Regions from separate parts of the Rattus norvegicus genome. Here regions 2, 3 and 4 are each linked to region 1. The links are chromatin contacts, called in public Hi-C maps. All regions are on one chromosome and are shown on one strand. Each heading gives the region's core, a stretch centred on a gene start, on an enhancer-like site or on the middle of the called end of the contact. The rest is flanking DNA. Distances are from core to core; before and after follow the strand shown.

The links. A called contact is a pair of places that touch in the nucleus more often than the background predicts.
Region 2: a Hi-C map of Schwann cells shows a contact between it and region 1, with 5 times the contacts expected there. The contact joins two enhancer-like sites.
Region 3: a Hi-C map of Schwann cells shows a contact between it and region 1, with 11 times the contacts expected there. The contact joins two enhancer-like sites.
Region 4: a Hi-C map of Schwann cells shows a contact between it and region 1, with 9 times the contacts expected there. The contact joins two enhancer-like sites. A contact is called at or near these places in 3 of 12 Hi-C or Micro-C datasets (Schwann cells, kidney and psoas muscle).

Annotation. Positions count from the first base shown.
Region 1 is chr1:134,518,364-134,521,608 of GRCr8, reverse strand. LOC134485135 (a long non-coding RNA gene) reads left to right here. Exons shown (of 2, transcript XR_010063064.1): 2 at 1-239. Among named protein-coding and RNA genes, the nearest start is that of Mctp2, 890 kb to the left of the region's middle. Within about 2 kb of position 1,473, at least 8 of the 93 cell types and tissues checked have an H3K27ac peak or open chromatin away from gene starts, as enhancers often do. A contact at or near this core is called in Schwann cells, where this site is marked.
Region 2 is chr1:134,248,445-134,251,597 of GRCr8, reverse strand. No RefSeq gene overlaps it. Among named protein-coding and RNA genes, the nearest start is that of Nr2f2, 820 kb to the right of the region's middle. Within about 2 kb of position 1,382, at least 3 of the 93 cell types and tissues checked have an H3K27ac peak or open chromatin away from gene starts, as enhancers often do. A contact at or near this core is called in Schwann cells, where this site is marked.
Region 3 is chr1:134,059,739-134,062,740 of GRCr8, reverse strand. No RefSeq gene overlaps it. Among named protein-coding and RNA genes, the nearest start is that of Nr2f2, 640 kb to the right of the region's middle. Within about 2 kb of position 1,295, at least 2 of the 93 cell types and tissues checked have an H3K27ac peak or open chromatin away from gene starts, as enhancers often do. A contact at or near this core is called in Schwann cells, where this site is marked.
Region 4 is chr1:134,815,501-134,818,519 of GRCr8, reverse strand. No RefSeq gene overlaps it. Among named protein-coding and RNA genes, the nearest start is that of Mctp2, 600 kb to the left of the region's middle. Within about 2 kb of position 1,294, at least 10 of the 93 cell types and tissues checked have an H3K27ac peak or open chromatin away from gene starts, as enhancers often do. A contact at or near this core is called in Schwann cells, where this site is marked.

The DNA.
Region 1 (3,245 bases), core at 224-2,723:
GAATGGAAGGTATTGCAATTTTGCTGGTATCGGTGACCCGGCATCTCTGAATTATTTCCTGCTTTGGTTTACAGAGGAATAAGCCTGTAATTAATTATATATCAGAACATGAGAATCGACCTGGCAATGATGTACAGGCTAAGAACGCTCTATTTACATATGTAGGTTATTTAAAATATGTTGTGTTAGATAAATATTTAAAATTCCTTCTTATTTGGCTTATAAAGTGCTCAAAAAGAGGCTGCAGTTTGACTTTACAGAAGGTTCAAAAGTGAGATATTTGACATAGGCATCGTCCCTGCCCAGTCAACATTACCTCCTGTCCTTGCTTGGCAAGGCACACAGGAAACATCCTTAATAAAAACAACAACATCAATTATTTACATCAACGCTGAAATGTATAATGATGGGAGAAAGTTGGTCTTCAGGAATTCATATAGCTTACAGAACATAGAAGTACAAGGAGCCTAGGCATGAATTTTCAAAATGTCCGACTCAGGGAGAGGAGTCGAAATGGATAGGATGTATGGAAAACAGTGGTTGCACAATAAAATGTTCCCGCTGTGGGTAATTTTCTCCTTGCAAATAAACGTCCAGTTTTACTTTTAAAGGGAAATAAAACAAATTAGAGAGCCTAAAGAGATTTTTCCATGTCTGTCAAATCAACACGACCCTGCTAAGAAGAACAGACACCGGGAGGTGACAAGGTGGGAAGATAAGAAGGTCTCAATGATACACAGGAGGAATCCTGCCGAAATTGATGAGGGCGCCCTGAAGTTAACTTTTCTCCAGAGGGTTTACCTATACCTGCGTTTGGTCCCTGCAGAACGGATCTGTGAACACGGAGATCCACCAGGGGGAGCAGTTCACCAGCACAAAACCAACCTTCCTGAAGGAAGTCGCTGAAGGCACCTCTTCCTCTCAATTTACACAGCTGACAGGACCCTGATTTTATCAGTTCTCCTAGATGCAGCGCGCACATACCTGGAGCTGATTCCCTCCATCCGGCCTCATGCTGCTGGGATACGATACACCTCGCAAGCTCCTGATCACAGGCATGCTTTTCCTTGCAAAGCAGCCCTTGTAATTTACTGAAATCCCTTGCCTTTTTCATAGGAAGTAATTTGGACTCTGCTTCCACACCATCTTTTTAGGACAGAATGAATAGTTTATCAAACTAGTCGTTTGGTATGGCATAAAAGTGTGTGAGAGTCTCCCTCAGGTTTTGAAGGCAGGTATCCATTGGAGTTTACTGATAACCCCGGTTTCTCTCTTCAGCAACCCCCCCCCCCCCCATTTCTTCCTTTAACCAAAGCCCTGGGGCTGGGAAAGAAAACAGCTGTCAGAGAAAGGCTGGTGTCGGTGATAAGCCTTTTGTGTGCAAGCTCAAACTTTGAGACCAGCCTGTCCAAACAAAACAGCTGTGGTCTTCTGTGTGGACAGCAGAGTACACCAAGGCTGTTCGGAAAGGGGGGTTGGAGGGCAGGGGGAGCATCCAGAAAATATGCTGGTCCCTGAAGCATTCTGTCCACGGTTGCACAATCCATGAAGGAATTCCCAAGGGGAGCCAAATTTTATTTTTAGTAGAGGTCAGTCCTTTGGTCTCTTTGTCCCCATCCTTCATTATGGTGCTTTAGCACATCACTGTTACAATAGCCCTTCATGTTGGAGGTGGCGGGCCTGGCTCCGCAGCTCTGGCATGAGGAAGGCAGGGGGACTCATTCTAGACTCCAAAATCCAGAGTGAAACTACCCACAGGGACCCCCGTTTCTGGATCAATCTGCTTCAACACCAATGTCTTTCTGCTAGTCCCAGAGCCTGGGTCAAGAACCTCTAAAGAAGGAAGTAAGGGACGCCAAGGTTACTTTGTAACCTCTTGTCTGGCTGTGCAAGCGGCTCTTAAAGCAACAAGGTGAAGATCTGAAGTAGAAGTCAAACTCTTTCTTTGGAGTTAAAACAGAGACTGTTTCAGGAACTTATCTGATTCCCATTGCCTCATTTGTCCCTCATGGGCATCCTTAAACTCTGTGGAAAGCAAGCCTGCAGCTGACATTCAGAGAGTAGCTTATCTCTGCAGGGGTTAGTGTTCCTTCTAAGGGTATTAAACATAGGAACTCATTTAGGAGAGCTTTCCTTCAACCTTTCTGTTATTACACATTCTCATAACTTTCAAATTGATTTCTGAATAAACCATAGAGAAAGAAATCATGATTCTCAGGTGATATTAGCTATTAAATGTGTTGATCGACATCATAAGGTAGTTCTTGAAGAGGACCAGACTGAAAGAGCTAAGATCATTACGGGCAAAGTTTCACTTTTGAAATTTCACTACTTTATCCAAGTTGTTCATCCTGGAAACGGGATGAAAAAGATCCCATTAAAAATATGTAATAGTAGGGGCCAGGCATGGTGGCATGTACAATCCCCCCCCCCCAACACTCAAGAGACAGAGGCAGCATTGAAACAAATTCAGAGCTAACATTTTGATCTGATGCTATTACAGATATCTGTGTCTGAGTATGGAGGTAATCTGTTTTTGTTTGTTTGTTTGTTTGTTTTTTGTTTGTTTGTTTGCTTGCTTGCTTTTGGACCAGGAGACGGAAGGACAGACAGCGCTTTACCTGGCTCATTTTCTTCCTAGTCTTCACGTTGTGTTTCCACAGATACCACAATGCTATATTCTGAATTCAGGCACACATCTATAAAAGGTAAAGCTTATAGGGCTATTAATGGATCGGTCACCAGGTTAAAGAAACTGAGTCACATTTTATACCTAATAGAGCAGTAGAGGGCTGTTTCTCCCTACCTCTGCCCCTGCCCCTCCCTACCCCTGCTTCTCCTTGCCCCTGCCCCTCCTTGTCCCTGCCCCTGTCCCTTTCCAATTTTGCCTTTTCCCCTTGCCCTCCCATTCCTTTCCAACTATTTGCTGCCCTGAGTTGCTCCAACTTAAGGCCTTGTACCGTGACGAGCAAACGCTAGTGTTGAGCCACAGATCAGAGCCAAGAGTAGAGACTTAGCACAGCAGGCAAGAGGAAACACTGATTTCAACATGATGTCAAAGTTGTGCCCATACCTGACCCAGATTTCTTAATCCTCCTCAGTCGGAAAGGCCCCTCTGCCTAGACCCATCTATGAATCCTCATGTGAATGGGAGGGGTTGTACTGCTTGGAAAGGTAGCTACTTCTGTTTTTCAGAGTTTTGTGACAACTTCTTCCCTGCAGATGACTCCCTTGAACAGCTTTCT
Region 2 (3,153 bases), core at 133-2,632, 270 kb after region 1:
CTTGGGAATACAAATGTTTACAAATAGCTCACTGCTCCAGATATGCTGTTCTCAGAACTTAAACATGTCCTCTAGAGTGGTACACAATTGTGTTTTGTTCTTGTTTCCTCAATTTTCTCTGTAACATTAGGCAAGAAGCACATCAGATGCCAGATTCTGGCAAAACAATGGCCTCAATTTCATTTAACCCTGAAAGCTGGCAAAATCTTTTAAAATATACACAGCCATTCCTGTGATAACATGCAGGTAGGACCAGGAGAGGTGGGGGAAATTAGGGGTATTGATTCTAATGTCTGTAGATTTGATCTTTACCCTGAAGGCTTAAGGGTACTTTCAGTTGGATGAAGGAAGGTGTGCTCTCTATGTACATCTAGAATTTAGAACAGAGGGCTAAAAATTACTCTACTCCAATGGGGGTGGGGGGAGGTACCATATATTTCTTGCCCTTCATCATATTTGTCTGTTTTGACAAGGTTGATAAAAATGTAAAGAAGGTCTTGAAAACCGTTTCATTAGGCCTCATAGGCATTGGAGCAGCGTAGCTTGGGATCTTGACCCTGGCTTAGTGCTTTCCTGTGGAAAGATGCTACTTGTCCAAACAGTTTAATCTTCTCAAGACCTCTCTCCACCCCAGGATGGTGCTGACTCACCTTCTGCATATTTGGCAAGAGGAATTGAAGTCACCTGGCTCTCTGGTGATTTTGTGTGTTTGTGTGTGTGTGTGTGTGTGTGTGTGTGTGTGTGTGTGTGTGTGTGTGTGTGTCCTTGTAGAACAGGCCCACTGTCTTGATTTCACAGTTGGTTCAGCACAGAAGGCTATACCCAGAGCAGAAGATCATTGGTTTCCAAAGCTTTTTATCACATGCTGGTGACTCATGACTGAATTATCAAAAACACAAACAAACAAGCACAGCCTTGTTAACCATTCAGTTCGAATGGTTCTGACTGAATCTCAGCAGCATACTGTTTTCCATATACATTTTTAACTCTCCAAGTTAGCCCAAAGTTGACCCTAGAAAATCTCAGCTATGGTTCCAGGAGCAACTTGGACTTTAGAGGCACCAAGCACTGGATGCCTATTTTAGCCAATGGACTGCAACAGCTTTTTAAAACAGGCTAGAGAAGCCCTAACAGCTGCCTTTATATGCTAGACATATTACACTATTGTCATGTAATTATACTTCAAAGGACAAGATGGAATTCATTTTCCATCTAAATCCATGCAAAGATGAGCTATTCGGGCTTTCAATTCTTCTGAATGCAAGGAAATGCTGCTTTGCAGGGCTCTCCCGTTCTTGCATGCCATTAAAATGCTGTCAGTTTGTAACAACAGGATTGCAAAAGGCCCCTGATGTCATCAGACATTATGCTAGCGTCAGCCAAGGAATCTCTGACAATTCGGGTCATAATGGCCACAGTGTGTTCACTGTTGGAGAATGATATACAGGGGCTGATGGAATTTCCACTAATATAATTATGCTGTTTGCTGTGCATAAATACCCAGAGGCTGAACAAAAGATTGAGTTTCTTTTCCAAATTCATAGTCAGCCATGAAAAAAAGCAACCACTATTTTGAGACTGTCACCAAAGATGATTGGCTATAGCACAACATTGGTGCTTAAGACTTACACCCCTTCCTGGCCTCCATGATACAGCATGTATCCCTTAGAAATGCCATGTGCCTTCAGAGCATCGTGTTGTGGTTGTCTTAAAAAGGAATGCGGGATCATTTAGCGAACTGGGAATCACTGAAGGAAACTCGTTCTGTAGAATTCATTTAGCAGCAGTGGGGGGATAAATGGACTGAGCAAATCCCTTCTAGAGTGGGGCACTTAAACCAGATTTCTAAAGTATCTGGAATCTTCACACAGAATTTCTATGCTAAGTAGCCAGCACCCAATCCAACCAAGAAATTTCAAGGACTAAGGAAGGTTCATTTTCCAGTCCTCTAGCCTTCCAGCAGACAGTCCTCTTCCCCCACGAGTGGGTTTTACACTGCTCAATGATGTGACGAAGCACAGTCAAGTGCCATTATGCTCCTGGCTTCCCGCCATCAAAATGGGGAAGAAGAAAGTCTATCCTTTATACTGCTTTGCTTAGTGATCATAGAGGCAGGGGGAAGAGAGGAGGGGATAGGGGCTTGTGGAGGGGAAACTGGAAAGGGGGATAACATTTGAAATGTAAATAAATAAAATAACCAAAAAAAAAAACATAAAAGGCTCATTGTTCCCAGTGAGAGGAGCAATGGTCCAATTGTGTACCCTTTAAACACCCATGCACATGGACAGGCACTTTTCCTTATCAACATTTATTAATTGTGCATATTAATGGGCTTTATTGTGATATTTTCATACATGTATCTAATGTGCTTTCACCATGTTCGCCCACATAATGCCCTCTCCTCTTTCCTCCCACTGTTCCCACCGGCTAAACCAATGCTATAGAGCAAACTCCCTTCAGTAAGAACCAGTTTCCCTTCTCCCTGACTGGCCCCCATTCTATTTTTTGTTAAACAGATAGGGGTGGGAAGGAAGGGAAAAGAAGGGGGTGGGGGGAGAGGGAGATGGTGGGAGAGAGGGATGGGGTGGGAGAGAGGGGAGAGACATCTCAGTGAGTTTTATTAAGGTCACTTACAGCAGCATGGGTGAAGGGGTTGGGGACAGTCCTCTTACCGGAAAGATAATCTTTAAAGAAATGACCATTAAAATTATCTTCTCCCCATTCTTTAATTTTGCCATTACAGTTCTGTGGCATTTCCTGATAAAAACAACTGCAAAGAACGAGACAGCAACAGTAGCCTAACTGTGTTTCAGTAATTCATCAAGGGTACGATTAATTCAATAGTGCCATTAGTAAATGAAAATGAGCAACAATTACTCTTTTATTATAAATACAAATGGTTGTCCATCATCCTTATTAATTATTGTTATTAAAGTATAATAAGAATATTTGATGGGGACTGGCTGTTAGGTAGAGAGCTGTATTCTTCCTCTCCTTCAAATACAGATGCTTTCTTTCTCCCGCAGAAGTTGTCTCCACAAAGCAGGTCTGGCATACCTAGTTTTTGAAATGAACAAATCTGTTTACAAGTAGGGAATGTTTTCTTACAGCACACAGATTTGGTATGGTTTAAAATAAAGTCCTCTTACTCAG
Region 3 (3,002 bases), core at 46-2,545, 460 kb after region 1:
CCGAAACCCCCATCCCATTCCCCCTCTGCCTGCTTCTATGAGGGTGCTCCCTTACCCACCCACTGAGTTCAACCTCCCTAACCTGACATTTTCCTACACTAAGACATCAAGCCTTCACAGCACCAAAGGCCTCGTCTCCCATTAATGCCTGACAAGACCATCCTCTGCTACATATGTGCCTGGAGTCATGGGTCATTCCATGTGTACTCTTTTGTTAATGGTTTAGTCCCTGGGAGCTCTTGTTGGGAAGGGGGGGTTGGGTTAGTTGGTATTGTTGTTCTTCCTATGGGGTTTCAAACCCAGTCAGCTCCTTCAGTCCTTTCTCTAACTCCTCCATTGGGGACCCCTGTCTCAGTCCAGTGGTTGGCTGTGAGCATCTGCCTTTGTATTTGTGAGGCTCTGACAGAGCCTCTCAGGTGACCGCTATATTGGGCCCCCGTTAGCAAGCACTTCTTGGCATCCACAGTAGTGTCTGGGTTTGGTGACTGGATATGGGTTGGATCCCCAAGTGGTGCAGTCTCTGGATAGCCTTTCCTTTAGTCTCTGCTTCACACGTTGTGTCCATATTTCTTTCCACGAGTATTTTCTTCCCCCTTCTCAGAAGGACTGAATCATCCACACTGTGGTTTTCCTATGGAATGACTGAGAAGCACCTAAAGAAATGTTCAACATCCTTAATCATCAGGGAAATGCAAATCAAAACAACCCTGAGATTCCACCTCACACCAGTCAGAATAGCTAAGATAAAAAACCCAAGGGACAGCATATACTTGTGATGATATGGAAAAAAGGAAAACTCCTCCATTGTTGGTGGGATTACAAGCTGGTACAACTACTCTGGAAATCAATCTGGAGGTTCCTCAGAAAATTGGACATTGCACTACCTGAGGATCCAGCTATACCACTCCTGGGAATATACCCAAATGATGCTCCAACATATAACAAGGACACATGCGCCACTATGTTCATAGCAGCCTTATTTATAATTGCCAGAAGTTGGAAAGAACCCACATGTCCTTCAACAGAGGAATGAATACAAAAAATGTGGTACATTTGCACAATGAGTACTATTCAGCTATTAAAAACAATGACTTCATGAAATTCTTGGGCAAATGGATGGAACTAGAAAATATCACCCCAACCCCCAAAAAACCCACACATGGTATGTACTCACTGATAAATGGATATTAGCCCTAAAGCTCAAAATACCCAAGATAAAATTCATAGACCACATGAAGCTCAAGAAGAAAACACACTTCTAATTCATCATCAAGCTTTTTGTTTCTCTTAGCATACTCCAAATTTTTTCTCCCATTTTCACCATGAAGAACTAACTGTATGATCTGTATGTACTTGTTTCTAGAAGAAAAAAGCATTGAATGATACAGATGACCTGTTCGATTGTTCAGAATATATTTGTGGTCACCATTCTACTATTTATTCTCTTATCAATATATGCTTTCTCTTTGCAAGTAGACTGTGGTGACAGTACAGGCTGGAATTATTTCTTAGTCTAATCACAAGTACTGTTCTGGTCATATGGTTGATGTAGAATAAAATGTTCAATTGATTGATGTCTCAGGCCTTAGACTTGGGCAAGGACACAATTCCTACCCTTGGACTTCCATACTTAGCAGACTACTCAGTTTGACTGGCCTTAGATGAATATGGATTCAAGGCAGAATCACCTGGACTTTCACCCATGAAATCCTGGGACTTGCATGCTGTAAACCTTTTAGACTCTTTCAGTGTTCGGATCATAAATTACCCAGTTCTTCTTAACACCAATTACCATTAGTTGATCCCTAAAACACTTGCATTAGTTGACCTCAAACTCCAGTGAGCTCATATCAAAACCTGAGTTATTATCCCTCCTTTTTATACTATTTTCAATTTTGTAAAGGGAAAGTACCCTAAGCATAGCCCCCTCTGAGGTGACAGTATAATATAATGACATCCAGGTCACAGTGTCATGAGCCATTGTCCAGAAAGTGATAACCCTCATGTCTGCCTATCCATTTGTGAATGCTGAGGTTGGATTCAATCTGACCAAATGGAAAGTGGCCAGCCAGGATCAGATATTTGCTACAAAGGGTCCACTTAGAGCTATTTTAAGCAACCTGAAGGCACAAAAACATCCTAAAGTAGCAGACAGAACTCACTGTTGATGCTGTCCCTCCTGTAGAATAATTTCCTGTGGCTGTCACAATTTGTTTGGTATCTTCCTCTGTTTGCAACATCTAAAAAAAAATCAGCTTAGCTTTTCTCTCTCACCCCCCCCAACCCTCCCATAGGGCCTCAGCTTGTGTCTGCACATAAGTCCGGGGTCTTGGGTGTCAAATGTCAGGCCTTGTACTGAGCTGTCAAAGAGAAGAATGGGCTGTGATGATTGATGACTGGGAGGCCTGAAACTCAAACCTCCACTTCGAATGCTTCTTTTACAAAAAAGCTGGGGCTACCCACCGTGCCTATGCACAGGGTCACTTCGCATACCATTACACCCGCTGCCCCAGGCTCCCAACAAGCCAGGCCATTCACACTCAGCCCTGCCCATTTCTCTCCCTCCACCCTTCCTCTTGCTAGCCTTAGAAGGATGCCCAAATGTTGGAATTCTCAATCCCAATCAAATAAAAGAGAGGCATGAAAAGATGCCCTTTCCTCCCGTTTGTCTTCAGGCTACATTTGTTCTGCAAGCCATGGACTGGAGCTTTCTGGAGCTCAAGTCAGATGACAAGATTATTAATGGGAGTAGGGCAATGTCATATCTGATTTCATGCATATTCATGAAGGTAGCTACACAGCTGGGACCATACTTTATGGAGAGGGGAAATAAAGAGTATCCTACCCCCAACCCTAGGCATGAAAAATGTCATTGTGGAGATGAGGAGCCTGATTGAGGCAAGTTTAAGTGACTGTAGCCTTTATTTTGAAAAGAAGGGAATAGAATTTGCAGCAGTAATAACCACACCCAAATAAGCTTCGTCAACACTTCAGGTTAGTCT
Region 4 (3,019 bases), core at 45-2,544, 300 kb before region 1:
TGTCCGAAGGACAAAATATTTTAAGAGCCAGACAGTGCTAAGGAAAGCTACCATCTTAATATGACGTGGCAATAGCCACCAGGAACGACAGCCATGACTACCCACCCGAGACAAACACGCAGACAGAAGGACAGATGGGCAGACAGAAACGCAGTCACAAGCACAATCCCATGAAGATATGAAAATCATAGGGGAGGGGGCTAGATGAGAAGGAATGCATAGGCAAAAGTGGGATGAGAAGAGGGGGAGGAGGTGCGACTGTACATGAAATGTCTGACATTATTCTTTTAAAAATGTTTCCTCTAGCGCTCAAATAGGTTGGATTTTGGAGAGTAATCAGACCAGGTCCTAGGTGGGCAGAGTCAGGCTGAAGACAGAGTGTGCAGAGTGAAGGTGACCAACCTAGGTATGAGGTGTTTAGGGTAACCTGGTCATGGGCGCCAGTGTGGGACAGGTGGAGTGATTAGGTGAGGTGGGGTCCTGGTTAGGCAGAGGTGGGCGATCAGTGCGAGCGGTAATGCTTGCGGTCCTCGCCTTCAGGGCTGCTAGCAGACAATGGTCCCCCCCATCCTTATCGCGGCTCACAGGCCTCCCCTGAGCACAGCGGGCGGCGGCTCTCCCTCCGTCCGGGCTGCCGCCCCGCCGCCCGCCGCTTCCTCTGGTCGACCTCACGGCCTGGGGCGCGGCGCGGACGGCCGGAAACGCTTGGTGGGACGGCGCGTCGGCGACACGCGCGGCCGGGCGGGGAAACAAAGGCGGGATGTGTGCGGCCGAGAGTCCGGAAAGCGGGCGCCGGCGGCGCAGCCCCCGCTCCCCGCCCATTGTTCGCTGCGCGCGGCCACACGCGCCCAGGGAGAGTGCATCCTGCCGGGACCTGCCTGAGATGCCCGCCTGCGCTGGCTGCGCTGGGCAGGTGACATTCTGAGCGACCTTGTGATTTTAGAGCTGTATTTGTCAGAGAGCTCCACATGGATGACTTCCTCCGACCACCACGCTGAGAACGGAATGATGTTTTCACTCACGTTTTCCACATGAGAAGAGAAAAAGTGAAAGAAAAAAAAAAGAGAAAAGAAAAAAAAAAAAAAAAAGCGAACTCCAGTAGAACAGGCTAAATTTACTGCTAATTCCAGGGTCCCAAACGAAACTGGTTTCCACATGACTCCACATCTGAATTCTCATGGATTTAACTGTGGTTTTAAGTCAAGCGTTGAAATAAAAGATGTTTCTCTAGCCTGGCCTTTCAAGGCTGGTTATCTAGAAAGCCCAGTAGGAACCCAGAATTTCCGAGCTGGGATTTACTAATGACTTCCTGACATTTTCAAGATTGTCCTTTCCCCTATTGTTTTGGTTTCTGGCTAGCCCATTGAAGGAGAATGTGTCACTAATATGAAAACTAAGTGTTGTCTGTGGCAAGTGTTCAAGTGTAAGGCATAAGTAGATTGAGGACCAAGACGCTTGGAGCCAATTGATTAGTCAACCTCCAGTTTCCAACTTTTGAGTCATCCAAGTTAGCCTTCCCTAGTTAATCCAGGAATGCATGTCCTTAGGTGTTTTGTGTCAACCTGTGCCCTGGGGGCTGAATTCTGGAAGGTTGTACACCCAGTGTCCCTTTGTTGTTAAGGCAGCACCAGACATGATCCTAGTTTACTTGGCCTGAGGTCAGTAAGAACCAAATTGTTCTCTTGTGACTTTGGATTTGTAAAGAAGCAGGACTGTTTTCCGGCCTGAATTCGAGCCAGGAGGGGTTGTAAGGATTGGTGATCAAAATTGTATACACTGAGCCCTGTGGAACATTGACAGAGAGCATGGACAAAAAGGAAACACCAGTCCTTTCCCTCAGGGTCAGAATGCTACAGAGAGGTTCAAGTGCTTCTGAACATCCTCTAGGAGGGGCTGTGAAGTCATTTATTGGAAAAATACTTACCAAGTCTTATTGTAGAAGATTCTGAGGAGAATAGAACACAGCAAAAACAAACTAAGAAAATTGTCTTAGATCTCCATTTCCTGGTGGACAATCTAGTAGAGAATGTCAGAGAAGAGTATTGATGTCAATATGCAAAGAGTGCAATTACTGGTCTGCCAGAGAGGCTGTATATGATGGTGTTAAAGGTACCTTGCAGAAGGAAGGTCTTATCTGGACAAGTGAGTAGTTTTTACAAGAGCATCCAAAGCCTGGGAAAGAGTATTTTAGAACTTGCTATGTGGAGGTTGGAACATGGTCTGTTCGGAGAGTACCGAAGGACCCTAGTGAGCTAGAACTTCTATAGGTTTGATGGAAGGAGTACTTCACTGACTGAGGATCTCGTTTATCAATTCCGATCAAAGAGGGCATCTAAAGTAGACTAGAGTAGTGGCAACTGCTAGAGATGGCAATGGATAGAAGAGGCGGAAGGAAGAGATGAGTCTAAGGGAGGTTGGTACACAGACTGTAGGTAAGGAGATGTAACAAAGGTAATTCCACGAATTACTGGCTGAGCCATTCCTTTGGAACAGCAATAGGGAAGAAAAGTTCAGGTGGGGTGGTTCTGCGCTATATCTTGGGCACATAAAATTTGATGTGGCTAAGTTATTGAGATAACATCAGACTACTGAGGTGGGGAGTGGGAAAGGGAGGAACTTTGTTGGAAGACAGATGCCTTCTCCAGTGTGATAAAATAAGAGTTAAGCGGGGTGAGATTTGGTGACAGGGAGACATAGAAATGGGTGGCTTAAGGACAGAAGACTCAGAATAATTGATAGGGGATAAATATTAGGACCAGTAAATATTAGGAGATCATTTATTATAATATATAGTCTTCATTTACTGAACTGAAAGTCTGTTTGGTACAGAGAGATAGGTGATCAAGGAAATATGAGTGGCATAAGATAACCAGGAAGAGGCAAACGAGAAGAGAGATAGCTTCATACAATGCACAGGTTCAATGAGTGCCAAGACTAGATGACAAGTGATGGTTTAAAGGGAATATGACTGATGTTCTCTTGGACAAGGACATGGCCAGGACCAAGACTGAGTCAAATA